Regions from separate parts of the Mus musculus genome. Here region 2 is linked to region 1. The links are chromatin contacts, called in public HiChIP or PLAC-seq maps. All regions are on one chromosome and are shown on one strand. The core of a region is the stretch at or near the end of the contact, and the rest is flanking DNA. Distances in the headings are between cores, read along the strand shown. Region 1 overlaps Kdm5b (lysine (K)-specific demethylase 5B). Region 2 overlaps Adipor1 (adiponectin receptor 1).

Region 1 (7,410 bases), core at 1,469-3,968:
GTAAGACAGGAAACCCAGGAGAGTCTAATCTACAATTGCCAGCTTTGACAATTTAAAAAGAATTTGTACTACTACTACTACTTATAAAGTATCCTTATCAAATATTTTGTTATAGCAGCACAAATACACTAAGGCACCCACCCGCTTATTTTTTGTTTATTTTTGGTTCTTTTTTTCTGAGGCAAAGTTTCCTGGTCATACATAGTTCAGGGGCTCACAATCCTCCTGACTCAGCCTGTCAAGTGTAGGATTACAGTCTGTAAGCATCGCTGTGAAAAGGATGTAATGAGCATGCCCAATTAAAGATGTAAGTGGGCATTTCCCTGCCATCCAACAGCAGCTTCCTTCCATCACGCTGGTTAAACGCTGTCTCCAACTTTCAGTTGTTTACTTCTTCCATCCACTGCTACATTTCCAAAATAAGTTATTAGCCTAAAATATGAAAAAACTGCAGCCAAAGGAACTGGCCATCATTTAAACGGCTGTTTGGTATCAATGATCCACTGTATAAGTGATATCTCAGTGGATAAAAGCATCTGTCAAACCTGACAAGCTGAGGTGACTGCAGCTCTGATGATCATATGTACCCCGTGCACATGAACACACACACACACACACATACACACTTTCTTTTCTGCTTGTTTTGTGGTTTCTGTTGTTGTCGTTTATGTCCTAATATTAGCAGCATTAGAATCAGGAGCTCCAAGTCACTCTCTGTTAAGAGTTCAAGGCCAGTTAGGACTCCCTAAAAATACAAAATGACACTCTAACGTTCTGTATCTGTACCTTACTATTGCCATGTCTTTATATTTCAGTGACCAGAAAGGAAAAGCTGCATTTATTAAACCTATTAAAGAGCTGTACATGGGCTGGAGAGATGGCTCAGAGGTTAAGAGCACTGACTGCTCTTCCAAAGGTCCTGAGTTCAAATCCCAGCAGCCACACAACCACCCGTAACAATATCTGGAGCCCTCTTCTGGTGCGTCTGAAGACAGTGTACTTACATATAATAAAAATAAATAAATTGCCGGGCTCGGTGGCGCACGCCTTTAATCCCAGCACTCGGGAGGCAAAGGCAGGTGGATTTCTGAGTTCAAGGCTAGCCTGGTCTACAGAGTGAATTCCAGGACAGCCAGAGCTACACAGAGAAACCCTGTCTCAAAAAAAAGGAAAAAAAAAAAAAAAGCTGTACACAATAGCATGAATACTCTCCTGCATAAGATGAGATAACTGAGTTTGAAGCCAGCCTGGGCTATAGAAAAATTAATCTTGGCACACCCCTTTAATCCCAGCACTCATGGCAGTAGAGGCAATTGGATCTCTGAGTTCAAAGCCAGCCTAGTCTACAGAGTTCCAGGGCAGCCAGAGCTATAGAGGAAAAAGTCTTGAAAAACTAAAAAGATAAATTAGTCTTTAAAAACAGAAAGAAGAGAAAGCCACTGGGTGCCGTGGCTTCTCCTGAGGCAGAAGCAGACAGAGCTTCATGCCAGCAGGACGAGTTTCAGACCAGACAGGGCTGCAAAGTTAGATCATGTCTCTATTTCTTTATTCTTAATAAATGATCACTAACTAAAGTCCTTCATTGTCTAGGCTCAAATCCTAGTTCCACCACACACTATCTCTTTCCTTCCAACTTCAGGATGTAAAGATGGGTCAGCATTATTTTGCTTTTATAAGCAAGCTAAAAAAAACTCTGAAAATAGTCTGGGTCCAGGATAACGTAATAATGAAAATGTCACCAGAAGCCAGGAAATTTTTATTTTACTAAATAACTTTTTCTCTTCAAGTTTTCATTTACTAGATGCCTAAGAATGTCCTATGCACGTGTGTGTGGTGCATGCACACACAAAACACACACCACACCCAAACCAAATCCTAAACACTGTTCTCTAAAAAAGAAAAAAATCTGATAACAATTACCCATTATTTATAGCAAAGACATATTTTACAAACAGAAAATAGTAAAAGACAGATTAACAATGAAAGAAAAAACTAAGAGAATGAATACAATTTAAGTATAAAAAAATAAAATCAAAACCCAATCTCTACATATCCCTGAAGCTATCTCTCCTCATACTGGAAAATCTAGTGACTCTTCTCAATTTGTCCAAATACAGCATCATAGTGGATGGGTGCCTCAAGGAAGAGAATCTTAAATACTTTGAATTTTACAAAGTAGAGGTTATACTTCAAAAAACACACCTTTTCCATTCTCCACTCTTCCTCCTTGCCCCACACACACACATACACACACACACACACAAGGACCAGAGTATAGATGTGAAGAAAGAGAACCTACTTTGTCTTCTACCTTCAAATATAGTCTGGCAAAGAAGAGAAGTTGCCATCTGGCTGAAATATCTCCAAATGATGACCTGGTACAACCACACAGAAACCAGGAGACTCCTGCCTAAAGCTCTCTAAGTATGGAGGTGTAGCGGGGATTTGTTCTGTTCCTGGCATTATACAATTAGAGTAAAACAGTGTTTCACAACTGTAGCCTACAGGATACATGTCAATGTCACACAGGACATTAAGAAAAAGATCAGTGTGGGTCTCATCTCTCAAAGAGACACCAACAGAGAGATCACTACAGAAAACTACAGCCTCTCAAAGTGCAAAGAACAAGTGCGGTGCCCAGCCCAACTGATACATCTGCAACACAACTGCTGAACAAAAGGGTCAGGAATCATAGCAGCAGGAAGTGGGAGACCTCTTAAGAACCAGAAGAATAGGAAGTTTGGTAAGAGAAGCTACACCCATAGAGACTCTTCAACACGACTGCCTAAACAAGGCCTGAATAAGGATGATATCTTAATCCTAGACAAAGAACCGGAGATGGAATGTTGAGGACTGGCCACATGGAGAACACAGAAAAAGAACCTAGCCAAACTACGAGATACCAACTAAAATGCCTAACATTTGAAGACATAGATCGTAACTTAGTACATGGATGGGGCGGGCTCTAGTGGTAACTCCACAGTTAAGTTTTTACCTTACAAACCAATCCTTGGAAGCCATATGAAGGTAGAGGGCGAGAATCAGCTTGACAAAGTTACCCTCTGACCTCCACGGCCTGGCATAGTACGTGCACCCACACACATCATGCACATACACAAACACACTAAGAGCAGGCAGGCCTTACTATCATCGAAGTGTCTCTGTAATGAGTGTGTATGTATGCAGGTGCACATGTGTTGAGGAGTGTATGAGGTCAGAGAGGACAGTCAATTCCTTTGAAATAACATTTAACTCCTTTAAAAAGAATGTCAGGAGTCGGGCGTGGTGGTGCACGCCTTTAATCCCAGCACTTGGGAGGCAGAGGCAGGTGGATTTCTGAGTTCGAGGCCAGCCTGGTCTACAAAGTGGGTTCCAGGACTATACAGAGAAACCCTGTCTCTGGAGGAAAAAAAAAAAAGTGTCAGGTTGACCTAGCAGCTAGACTGATAATTAGACAATTAGGCTAGACTGATAGGCTAGTGAGCCCCAAGCACCTTCCTGTGTTCTCTGCTTCCCCAGCAATGAACAGTATGACCAGAATAGGCTACTACACACAGCCAGATTTTGTATATTTCTTGGTCTCAAACTCAGGCTCTCATATTTCATACAGACAAGCATTGTATCAAATGAGCAAGCCATCCCTTCAGCTGGACAGTACTTACATACATCTAGAAAACATTATTAAGTTTGACTTAAGACTAATACATACACTCACAAAAGCATAGTAGTAAAAACACAGTAAAAGTATACAATGCATAGGCCCACCAAAGAGAAGTAAAATATAAAATATAGGTCCACCTAAGAAGTAATAGAAGAGACTACATAATTCCAAGGCTTTAGTTATGTGTCTCTATATGCATGTGACTTCAAATGTCCCTGGAAGTCTGAGGAGTTGGACTCCTGGAGCTGGCATTATAGGCAGTTAGAAGCCTGACATGGGCACTAGGAACCCAATGGGGTTCTTTATAAGATCCATAAATCTCCAGACTCAGAGTTCCAAGTTTTTCTGATTGCGAATTCTAGTTACTTTCATTGAAAAAGTTTGTCTATTTTTTAAAACACTGTGACACAGAAAGTGGCAGATGTGCTGGGGCTGTAGCTCACTGGCACAATGCTTGCCTAGCAAGAGTGAGGCCCTAGTTCAATTGCTGTTACTATACAGGTGTGTGTGCATGCGCGCGCACACACACACATACACAAATTGTTTTTCAGTTATAGATCCGGCAGGCTTCAAATTAAAGATTCAGGTACTGAGAAAATCTACACCTGAATCAACCAAGATGTTAGCCTGAACTGCACAGTAAGACCCTGTCTCAAGAATAACGCAACAGTGCTGGAGCAAATGGCTCGGCAGTTAAAAGCACTTGTTGCACAATCATGAGAACTGGGGTTCTGATCCCAGAACCAGTACCTCAAGCAGGATATCCACCAACACTGTTATTCCAAGTTCTAAAGCTCTAATGTCCTTTTCTGGCCTCTACAGGTGCACAAGTTAAGTACCTGAATTCCCACACACATATGCATATTCATGCACATAGACCAAAATAAATGCATACAAATAAATCTTTAAAAAATAAAAACAAGAGAGATGGTTCAGTGGTAAGAGCACTTGCTGTTCTTCCAAAAGACCAGGTTCAATTCACAGCACCCATGAAGCAGCTCATAATCATTTGTAACTTTAGTTCCAGGGGAATCCGATGCCCTTTTCTGACCACTTTAAGCATCAGGCACTCACTAGTACGTATACACACACACACACACACACACACACACACACACACACAAGCAAAACATTTACACATCTAAAACAAGGAATAAACTAGAATATGATAATGCAAAGCTACAATTCAATACCTGGGAGGTAGGGAGTTCATGGACACCTTGGGTTACATGAACCCCTCATAAACAAGCAAGCAAGCAAGCAAAAAGGAAGATTATACTTGTTAGATTCATGTGGGGGGAGGCTTCTCTGTGTGGGTTTTCTTTCAGTGCATTTATTGGGCTTCCCAGATAATGGTTGAGGGGTTACTTACAGGACCCCAAAACAGAGCCATCACTGAAGAGTCTCACCAGCCATGACTTCCTCATGGCTGCCCTTCAGTTAACCTCCCCAGTATCCACTAGTTTTTTTTTTTTTTTTTGGGGGGGGGGGGAGGTTGCTATTTATTTCAAGGCAGGGTTTCTCCTGTAACAGAGCCCAGGCTGTCCTGGAACTAACTATGTAGAAGCAAGCTGGCCTCAAAACTCAGATCTGCCTGCCTCTGCCCACCAAGTGCTGGAATTAAAGGTGTGTGCCACCACCCAGCCCTAGTTTGGATTTTTTAAAATCAAGGTTTCACTATTTATCTTGGGTTGGTCTTAAACTCATGATTCTGTCTCTGCCTACTGGATGCTGGGAATAACCTATCACATCCAGGTATATCCTAGGATTGGGGGTTAGAAATGGGGTTGGGAGGTCTTGTTGTATTTCCAAAACTAACCTAGAACATGAGTAAGCCAGGCTGGCCTCTAACTGATCACCTGCCTCTAAACTAAAGCAGACAGGAATGCAGACCATGCCCAGTTCTTATTCTAGCTTTGATGGTGTTGGGCTTTTTTGCCTTTCCTAATTTCACTAAAATCAATTCTTCTCTGTAGGAAAATGAGGGATATGTATTTGTCCCAGACTTTTCTGTCTTGCTACATCTGTTCCCAGACTCTTCTTAGCAAAGGAAGGGGGTGGGGATGGGGGGAAGGGAGACTTGAAGATTTAAGCTCCTGCAATCCATTAATTAACCCAGACAGTAGCCCTCGGTCAGTGTCAGATCCCTTTAGAGCAGATGAGAAGGTATACACACTGGGGTAAACAGACTTTATCCAAGGTCATGATGCAACCAGATTAAAAAATTCTAGGGCTGGCTGGGAAGATGGCTCAGTGGGTAAAATAGCTTGCTGCACAAACATGAAGATCAACCACATGGAAACAGCATTCCTCATTCCAGGGCTTCTATGGGAAGATGGCAAGGAGAGGCAGAAGTGTGAAGACTAGTAACCTGGCATACACAGTAGAAAAACAGGCTGTCTTAAACAAAAAGTATGAACCAGGGGCTGGCGAGATGGCTCAGTGGTTAAGAGCGCCAACTGCTCTTCCGTAGGTCCCGAGTTCAAATCCCAGCAACCACATGGTGGCTCACAACCATCTGTAACGAAATCTGATGCCCTCTTCTGAAGTATCTGAGGACAGCTACAGTGTACTTACATATAAATAAATAAATCTTTTTTTAAAAAAAGTATGAACCAACACACACGCAGGAGGATTATTCTCCGACCTCCGTGTGCACATGCCACGAAATGAGCACACAGTCATTTGCAGGCACGAATATGAATACGGATGCACAAAAAAACAACTCTAGGCAGCTTTTAAAATAGCCCTTCCTTGTACATAATAAACTGACTTTTAAGAATACACACAACATGCACAGATTTGATAAAATGTTTATCCCTAAAAAAATATTTCTTGGAAGAAACAGATTTTTAAGAGATGAGCAGCTGGCTTTAAACATTCTCTCCTCTTGCCTTATGATACTGGGATTACAGGTGTGCATCATCACCATGCCTGGCAACAACTTTATCTTAACATTAAAAGAAAATTAAAATTAAAGGGGATGTCTGCCCAGTATGTTAAGATACTCCTGTAATCCTAGAATTCAAAGCAAAGTACTGAGTTTGAGGCCAGCCTGAACTGCTCTGGGAATTCCAGGCTAGCTTAATAAAAATATCAATATCCTGTCTCAAAACAGTACAAAACAAGGACTGGGAATATACAGCCCTTGATGGTACAGAACTTGCCAAACATGAACAAGGACTTCCAATAGCACCAAAGGAAGAAAAAACTAACACCATATAAAATGTTAACTAGCAATTCTACTCACAGAAATTGCATCAATGCTGAAAGCTAAACTACTCTCCTGCACAGAAGAAAAGTTACCTAAGAACCTAATCACACATTAAGAATCTTAGAAAGGCTACTTCATTCTCTTCCCTGAGCACTCCTGACCCTCAACTGTTCTGTCAGACAAAAGGGCTAATCTGTGCAGAAAGTCCCTTCCAAACTAGTTGATATAAAATATGGCCAATTCCAGCAAAGGAACAAGGCAGACAGGAAATCCGACCACCCACTCCCCACACCTCTACACCTGCTAACAGTTGTTCCCAAAATGGTCAAGTTTCTTTACAAGTTCTGAAAACTGTAAAAGGCAACCAAAGCACTGGCTAAAACCCAGGCACTATAACCCCACGCTCACCTAGGCACGTGACCGTCACGCATTAAAGACTAGAGAGCTCACTCTGAATTGCTGCAATGTTACCTGTGTAACCGCAACAGGACAAAACCTCATCTTCTCTACAATCAATCAGCTTGGTCCTCATTCC
Region 2 (7,410 bases), core at 1,607-4,106, 140 kb after region 1:
CCATTCCTAGTCAAATCCACCACAAAAGTAAAGCCCAACTTTCCACTACACTGTACATTTCCATTCTTAAAGACTGGGTTGAAGAACAAGAATTCTGTTCTATCCCATTCTTATATGAAATGTTTGATACCTGATGATAAGATTTTATCCAAATTTTCCTACTTAAAGCTAAAATAGATCCCAATGCTAAATTTGCATGCTTTTGGACTGATTTGAAGTCTTCCTCTGCCAGAAAAGCCACCATCGCAGTAGTAGGAAAAATTCTATTACAAAGACTTATTCATGGTGCTGGAGAGATGGCTCAGTGTTTCTGAGTGCTTGCTGTTCTTTCAGAGGATTTGAGTTTTGTTCCCAGCACCAGGTCTGCCAGCTCACAACTGCATACATCTTCCGCTTCGAGGAATCCAAACTCCCCTTTCTGGCCTCTGCTGGCACCCACATACATGGGACATCTATAAGTTCCCAAAGTGACATGTGTGTGCGCCAAAGTCCCCCCTCCCGCCACAATAAAATAAATCTTTTAAAAATTTTTTCAAGATAGGGTTTCTCTGTGTAGACCTAGCTGTTCAGAAACTCACTGTCTAGACTATGCTGGACTCAAATGAACCACCTGCCCCTGCCTCACTAGCACTGGGATTAAAGTTGTTGCACCATCAACACACCTAGCTTAAAAATAAATCTTAAAAGGGGATTTTGCCACTTGGGCCAATCCTACTCAATAAGTAAATGTATTCATTGTGCTTATACCTGGGATGGATTAAATGGACATGTGGCACCAACAAAATTAACTGTCAGAAGTGACCAAAGCTCAGAGCTTTATTGTAATAGTTTATCTATTTTATATATTGGTGTTCTGCCTGCATGTATGTCTGAGGGTGATAATCCCCTCAAACTGGAAGTATAGACAGGTATGAGGTATCATGTGGTTGCTGGGAACTGAACCGTTGCCCTTTGGAAGAGCAGCCAGTGCTCTTAACTGCTGAGCCATCTCTCCAGGCCCTAGTGTTTGGCTTCTTTAGCTAAAAACATTCTCATTTGTTTTTCTAAGTTTTACCCCCATTGGAAACCATGACATACTTCTTTATAAAGGGACTCTTATGAAACGGACCAAGCCAAGAGCTACCTACATAAGCCATCTCTCCTAAAGGAAGACATCACACATTATAAGGGATGTTTAGTATGGTAATTAATAAGTTAAGACTTGGTTATAGAGAGCTGGGCATCGTGGTGCATGCCTTTAATCCCAGCACTCGGGAGGCAGAGGCAGGTGGATTTCTGAGTTCGAGGCCAGCCTGGTCTACAAAGTGAGTTCCAGGACAGCCAGGGCTATACAGAGAAACCCTGTCTCAAAAAAAACCAACCAACCAAAGAAAAGACTTGGTTATAGAAAATTTTCATGGTGAGCTTTCAGAGGACAGGGACTAAGTGAGCCACAGCTAAGATCAGATGACTCTGTTGGGAAAGACAACACAGCGAATGAACAAAGACCAGGCCAGCCTGGATAAGAAGGGTCCTACAAGTAGTTAACTCCTCAGGTGCTGCAGAACATCAGGACTTAAGCACATGAGTCTTATTTCTCACTTCCCACGTGGGCTGATTCTCCTGGGGAACACATCCACATAGGTAGCAGGCAAGCTGGGGACTCGACAGCTTTACACGTTTTTCATTCTCCCACAGCACACTGTTAAGATCTTTCTTATTTAAGAGCTTTGACATCCCCAAATCATATACTAAAACCAAATCTCCATGTGAAAAAAGATTCAAAAAGTTTACTAACTTCATAGAAGGGTTGTCGTTCAGTATAATTCAGAAATAATCCAGTTTTTAAATGAACACAAACCTCTTTTAAATCTTCCAAAGAAAACTTCATGGGGTGTGGGGAGGTATTTCTATTTACATTCAAATTCCTACAACCAAATAAATACATAATCATCTCCCTAGTAATAAAAAGGGGACACAATAACCAGTTCCAACCACGTGGATAACAGTGACTTACTGATAATAAAGCAGGTAAAAATATAACAAATTAACAATCTGGGCAGTAACGCTGCTCTATTCACTCTTATTAATAAGAGATATACTAAAATTCCAGGTGATTTTTATCCAAACCTTACAAGACCACTAGTTTCCAACGGTAACATTATGGGGTTTTTTGTTGTTTTAAAGTCAAACGGACTCAATATTAGAGCCAAAAAAAAAAAAAAGAAAGAAAAGAAAAACCCTCTTTGGAGGCATAATAGTCTATTTCAGAACATGCTGTATTTGCTAAAAATACTAAAGGACATACCTTTAAATTTTATGTTAGAAGTCCAGTGTGGCGGTACATGGATTTAGTTCCAGTACCAGGGAGTCGAGGCAGGTGGATCTATGTGAGTCTGAGGCCAGCCTGGTCTATAAATCAAGTCCAGAACATTGAAACCTGACTCAAAAAAATGAAAACAACAACAACAACAAAACAACCCAAAAAACTGACAAACAAAACAAAATGTTGAAAGACAGGATATATTGATAAAGTGTTAATTGAAAAAGAAAGACAATTTGTAAGGAGTCGTAGCACATACCTTTGATCCCAGCACTTGAGAGGCAGAAGATGAATCCCCATGAATTTGAGGCCAGTCTGATCTACATAGCAAATTTCAGGCCAGCCAGGGCTGCAGAGTTAGACCCTGTCTCAAAAACAAAACAGAAACAAAACACCCACAGAACCAAAACCCAACAAAGAAAGTCTAAAAAGTGGGACTTGGAGCTGGAGAGAGTTCAGTGGGTCAGAACACTTCCTGTTCTTTCACAGGACCTAACTTCCTGGCACCCCACCCGCTGGTTCTCAACCATCTGTAACTCCAGTTTCGGGGAATCTGACTCCCTCTTCTGGCTTCCCTAGGTACTACACGTACATGGCAGATACGTGTGCACTCACTCATATACATAAAGTAAAAGTAAAAAAAAAAAAAACAAACAAACAAACCCAAGTTATAACCTGTGGTGGCTATTCCTGGTTGTCAACTTGACTCTATCTGGAATGAACTGTAGTCCAGAAGTGGAGGGCTCACCTGTGACCCAGATCTTGAGGCTGGAAGATACAAGTTTCTGACCTGGATCTTGACATGGAGATCTTGAGGCACAATGGCCATGAAAAGCTTAGTAAGTAATTCCAGGAGACTGAGGCAAGCAGACCTCTGAGTTCAAGGTCAGCCTGGGACAAAGCAAGTCTCAGATTCCAGGGGTGGTGGTAAACACCTTTAATCTGGGCTACACCTTCTGTTGGAGGCCTACATAAGGGTATTGGGAGAAGGAAGACTCACTCTATACCTGCTTGCACCTACTAGCCAGCACATCTGTGGGAACCTACTTCTACAGAAGAGCAGCTCAAACAACTAACCCGAGGGACTGAGCAACTACTAGATTCTTGGACTTCCCATCCACAGCTGCCCATTGTTGGGTTAGTTGGACTAGAGAGTGTAAGCCATTACAATAAATTCCCTCAATCTCTCAATATAGAGACCTTCCATAAGTTCTGTGACTCTAACCAACCCTGACAAACACATGATCTGAAAGACTTTAAAGGCCCATGTTTTCTGATGAAATGAATCCTCAGGGGTCCCATAGTACAGTTAACAAGAATTGAAAACAAAAATACTAAACAATACCTGTGTTATGGGAAGTAGATGAAAGAGTAGATTGGAGCCTCCTTTTCTTCTCTGACAATAGAATGTTATGTTCACAAAATCTATAGAATCCTGACTTCTCACAACTCTGGTTTCCTATTTGTATCTCTGTCGCTACTATTTAGTACATGGAGAAAGGATAATTTTGTTGGGTAAAATTTAGAACTACAATTCTAATTTCTTCTGTAATGACTGGAAATTTGCTTCCCCCAACTAGTATCTGATCATAGTAAAATAAGCAAATGAAATCACTTGTCATAATTATCTGTACACGAAAGGCTGTTCCCTAAGATGAGAACTGGCTACTCCCCATGAGGTTGTGGTTATAGAATCCAACTGACCAGAAGACTAAAATATTAAGCCGGGCATGGTGGTGCATGCCTGTAATCCCAGCACTTGGATCTCTGCGAGTTCAAGGCCAACCTGGTCTACAAAGTGAGTCCAGGAGAGTCAGGAGTACACAGAGAAACCCTGTCCTGAAAATAATGATAATTTCAAATATTACAAATAGCAAATAAATGTATTTCATAGACTATAAATGACAGATGAAGAGGAGACTTACACCTGGGATAGGGTGTGATTTTTAGAGGGTGTGGTGAATGCCTGTAATCCCAGGATTAAGGAGGTAGAGGCAGGAGAACCAAGAGTTCAAGACCATCCCTGGTTCACATCCAGTGTGAGGCCTGACTCTAACTATGCTATGCACTTGGAGGGAAACGGTTTCTTCTTTTCTGTCTTCTTCACTTGAGACCAGATCACAGTGTTGGCCCTGGTGGAGCGGAGGTGAGACGCATGCACCGCCACACCCTCCTTTGCCCCTTTGCTTTTAATTTCTATTCCCTGGGTTATCACTTGAGACTAAGAAACATTTTGTTTCTTGGCCTAGGTGAACTGTTTCTGTTTTTGTTTTGGAGACAGGGTCCGTGTAATCTTAGCTGTCCTAGAACTCACAGACTTTTCTGCTTCTGGCTCGGCTGCTATTAAAGGCGTGTATCACCATGCTGGGCTAAATTGTTTCTTCAAAGGATCACTTGTCCTCAGTTGAAACTTTGTACATAGTGTTATACAGTTACACTGTGTGATTCCTGGCTCCCCCCCTCCCCCCCCTTATGTGCTGAGTCACTACCAGCTTACACTACCCAATGAATTGAACCTCTTAATCAGGTTCAGTATAATTCACAAAGGCACGAAATAGTAAGTTACTCTTTGGTGAGACAATCACAGTAAACAAGGTGGGCTTCTGCAGGTAGGTGGGTGGGTGTATATGAAGGAGTACAGACATTCAGGCCAATACCCTCAAGTGTTGAGGCCGGCCAGTGGCCCACATGTCTGGGTTCTAGCCTGGAAGGCATCTTGGAATCTGGAAGAGAAGAGGGAACTAGGCGGCGCGGGAAAGAATGGAACCAAGACATCAGTTTGATCAAGGTTCAATTTTACTATTCAGAGACACTGGGTTATGAAGAAGGGGGAGGGGCCCATTCCAGCCAAATCATCCTTGGAGTCCAGTTTCAGGTGACCTCAAGTCGGCTCCGGAACCGCTAGAAGGCAGGCAGTAGCAGTGGGAGTGGCAGACCGATAGGGTGGCAGGCTCCACCCCTGATGCTCTCCTAGCACTAACAGTCAAACCTGATCAGCCAGATTTCAGGCCGAGGAGGGGAGGTTACACTCAAGAATTGTTCTGGAAGCACTGTCCGATTCCCTGAAACTAGTCAACTATGCAGGTTTGCTGCGTAGGGAGCAGTGATCTACCTGCCTGAGCCCTCAGCTCTGAGAGCACAATCACATGCCGCCTTCCCTGGTTTCTCTCCAGCGAGCAGTAACTGAATGATTCTCTAGCACCAACAAGGTAGTGTTACTAAAACTAAGTTCTAGGGTATGCCTCAACACTGGAGACTCTCATAGTCTATACTAGGCAGTGGTGCCACATGCCTTTAATCCCAACACTTGGGAGGTGGATGCAGGGGGATCTCTGAGAGTTTGAGGCCAGCCTGGTCTACAGGGTCAGTTCTAAGACAGCCAATGCTACACAGAGACCATGTCTCGAAAAACCAAAAATACTATGGTAACACAGTGATTTTCCTTTCTGAGACAGTCTCATGTATATACCAATCTCCTTGGTATTGGTGTTATAGGCATGACCTACCATTCCTGGTTTATCTGATAATGGTGACGAAACCCAGGGCTTTGTGGGTGCTAGGCACACACTCTACCATCTGAGGGACACTAATCAGGAGTCTGTATGGTACTAAGTTGTATTAGAGATGAGAGGTTAGGAACTGAGTTATGCTCATTCGCTGACCACACCCGTCTCACTGCTGGTATGATTCCGATTTGTATCTCAGTAGAAGCTGAGTCCTCAGAAACCTCGAGCCTCAGGAGTTGTGTGCAAACAGTGGAGACAACACAGTTAACTCTTTGAATGCCAAGCGTTGTCTATACTTTCTTTTATTATCACCATAGTCTTTGCATCAAGATACATAGCAGTGATAGCAGGTTTCTTTTTAAAGCTTAGTATTAAATATTAAATATCTTCCCCATTTTAATTTTACATTACTCTGCCAAGAAAAAAAAAAAAAAGGATTTAAACTCAAGTTATTTGAAGCCTGGACGTACTTCCATGATTAGCCGGGCTACATCAAGGCGTGGCTTTGTTTGTCCTAGAAAGATGGGACCAGGTTATAATTGTTTCTGAAAAGTGTGCTACAAAAATGGATGGCCCGTTATCAGCCAGGTTACAAAGTAAGGACGGGGGTAAGGGGGGGATATTTTCTTCAAGAAAAAACAAAACATAATTTCTGAAGAATCCCAGTTCATAATTTTTTTTTTCCCAAAATGGCTGGAGGAATGGGTAAAATCTCAACATGAGCTCCCACGTCCTATCTGTGAAGGAGCAGCAGTTGCCTTGCCGAGGTGACTGCCGGGAATGCACATGGGAAGTGTACTGCCCGGACGGAGGCTGGGACAGTGAGCTGACATGTCACTGGTACTGACTTCTCTAAGAGATTTCTTCTAGAAACAGACAACTCAGACTCTTCCTCATACTTCAGCAAAGAAGTTATTTTTAAAAGCACTTGGGAAGTCCCTCCTCCACCCCTCAGGTGGGGAGGCTCAGAGAAGGGAGTCGTCGGTACAGCCACCTTCTAGGCCATAACGGAATTCCTGAAGGTTGGACACACCATAGAAGTGGACGAAAGCTGCTGCCACCACCAGGACGTGGAAAATCTGATGAGACTGGAACTGTGGGAACAAACAGAGACCCACCTTTAGGACAGAGGAGTTGGAGGAAACATTTGCCTCTTCTGCTTTCTCCATAAAAACTGTTTACGTCATAAAAATGATACTTGTTCTAGAGCATTATAAGAAACTCTGACACCAGGGCTGATCTTGCCCATCCTCTTCCTTCAGACACAATGTACACTTAAATACTTCATGACCCAACTCTCTCACCACCTACTCAGAGCTCTGACCCGGGCCAGTCACTCACCATCACAGGCCCCGCTAAGAGTCATTTCTTACCCAGATGTCAAATTTTCCAGGGAAGAAGCGCTCAGGAATCCGAGCAGCATACAGGCCGGCGCCGGTGATGTACATCACAGCCATGAGGAAGAACCAGCCCATCTGGCCCACCGTGGTGGCCTTGACAAAGCCCTCAGCGATAGTAAAGTGCATGGTGGGTACAACACCACTCAAGCCAAGTCCCAGGAACACTCCTGAACAGAGCAGACACGACCGTCAACAGGAAGCA

The links. HiChIP or PLAC-seq counts read pairs in DNA pulled down with a chosen protein or histone mark.
Region 2: a contact with region 1 is called in an H3K27ac HiChIP or PLAC-seq map of embryonic stem cells, with 18 read pairs. The contact joins two enhancer-like sites. A contact is called at or near these places in 1 of 39 promoter capture datasets (hematopoietic stem and progenitor cells), 3 of 484 Hi-C or Micro-C datasets (bone marrow-derived macrophages, hematopoietic stem and progenitor cells and rod photoreceptor), 4 of 115 datasets of contacts at active chromatin or transcription factors (the HPC-7 cell line, bone marrow-derived macrophages and embryonic stem cells) and 3 of 9 other capture datasets (adipose tissue, liver and pancreatic islet).

What each region holds. Positions count from the first base shown.
Region 1 is chr1:134,566,084-134,573,493 of GRCm38.p6, reverse strand. All of the region lies in intron 1 of Kdm5b (lysine (K)-specific demethylase 5B), which reads right to left. Among named protein-coding and RNA genes, the nearest start is that of Kdm5b, 9.6 kb to the right of the region's middle. Within about 2 kb of position 2,718, at least 8 of the 459 cell types and tissues checked have an H3K27ac peak or open chromatin away from gene starts, as enhancers often do. A contact at or near this core is called in embryonic stem cells, where this site is marked.
Region 2 is chr1:134,431,022-134,438,431 of GRCm38.p6, reverse strand. It overlaps Adipor1 (adiponectin receptor 1), which reads right to left. Exons shown (of 8, transcript NM_028320.4): 7 at 7,182-7,375; 8 at 5,081-6,902. The coding sequence ends at 6,774. Among named protein-coding and RNA genes, the nearest start is that of Adipor1, 19 kb to the right of the region's middle. Within about 2 kb of position 2,856, at least 26 of the 459 cell types and tissues checked have an H3K27ac peak or open chromatin away from gene starts, as enhancers often do. A contact at or near this core is called in embryonic stem cells, where this site is marked.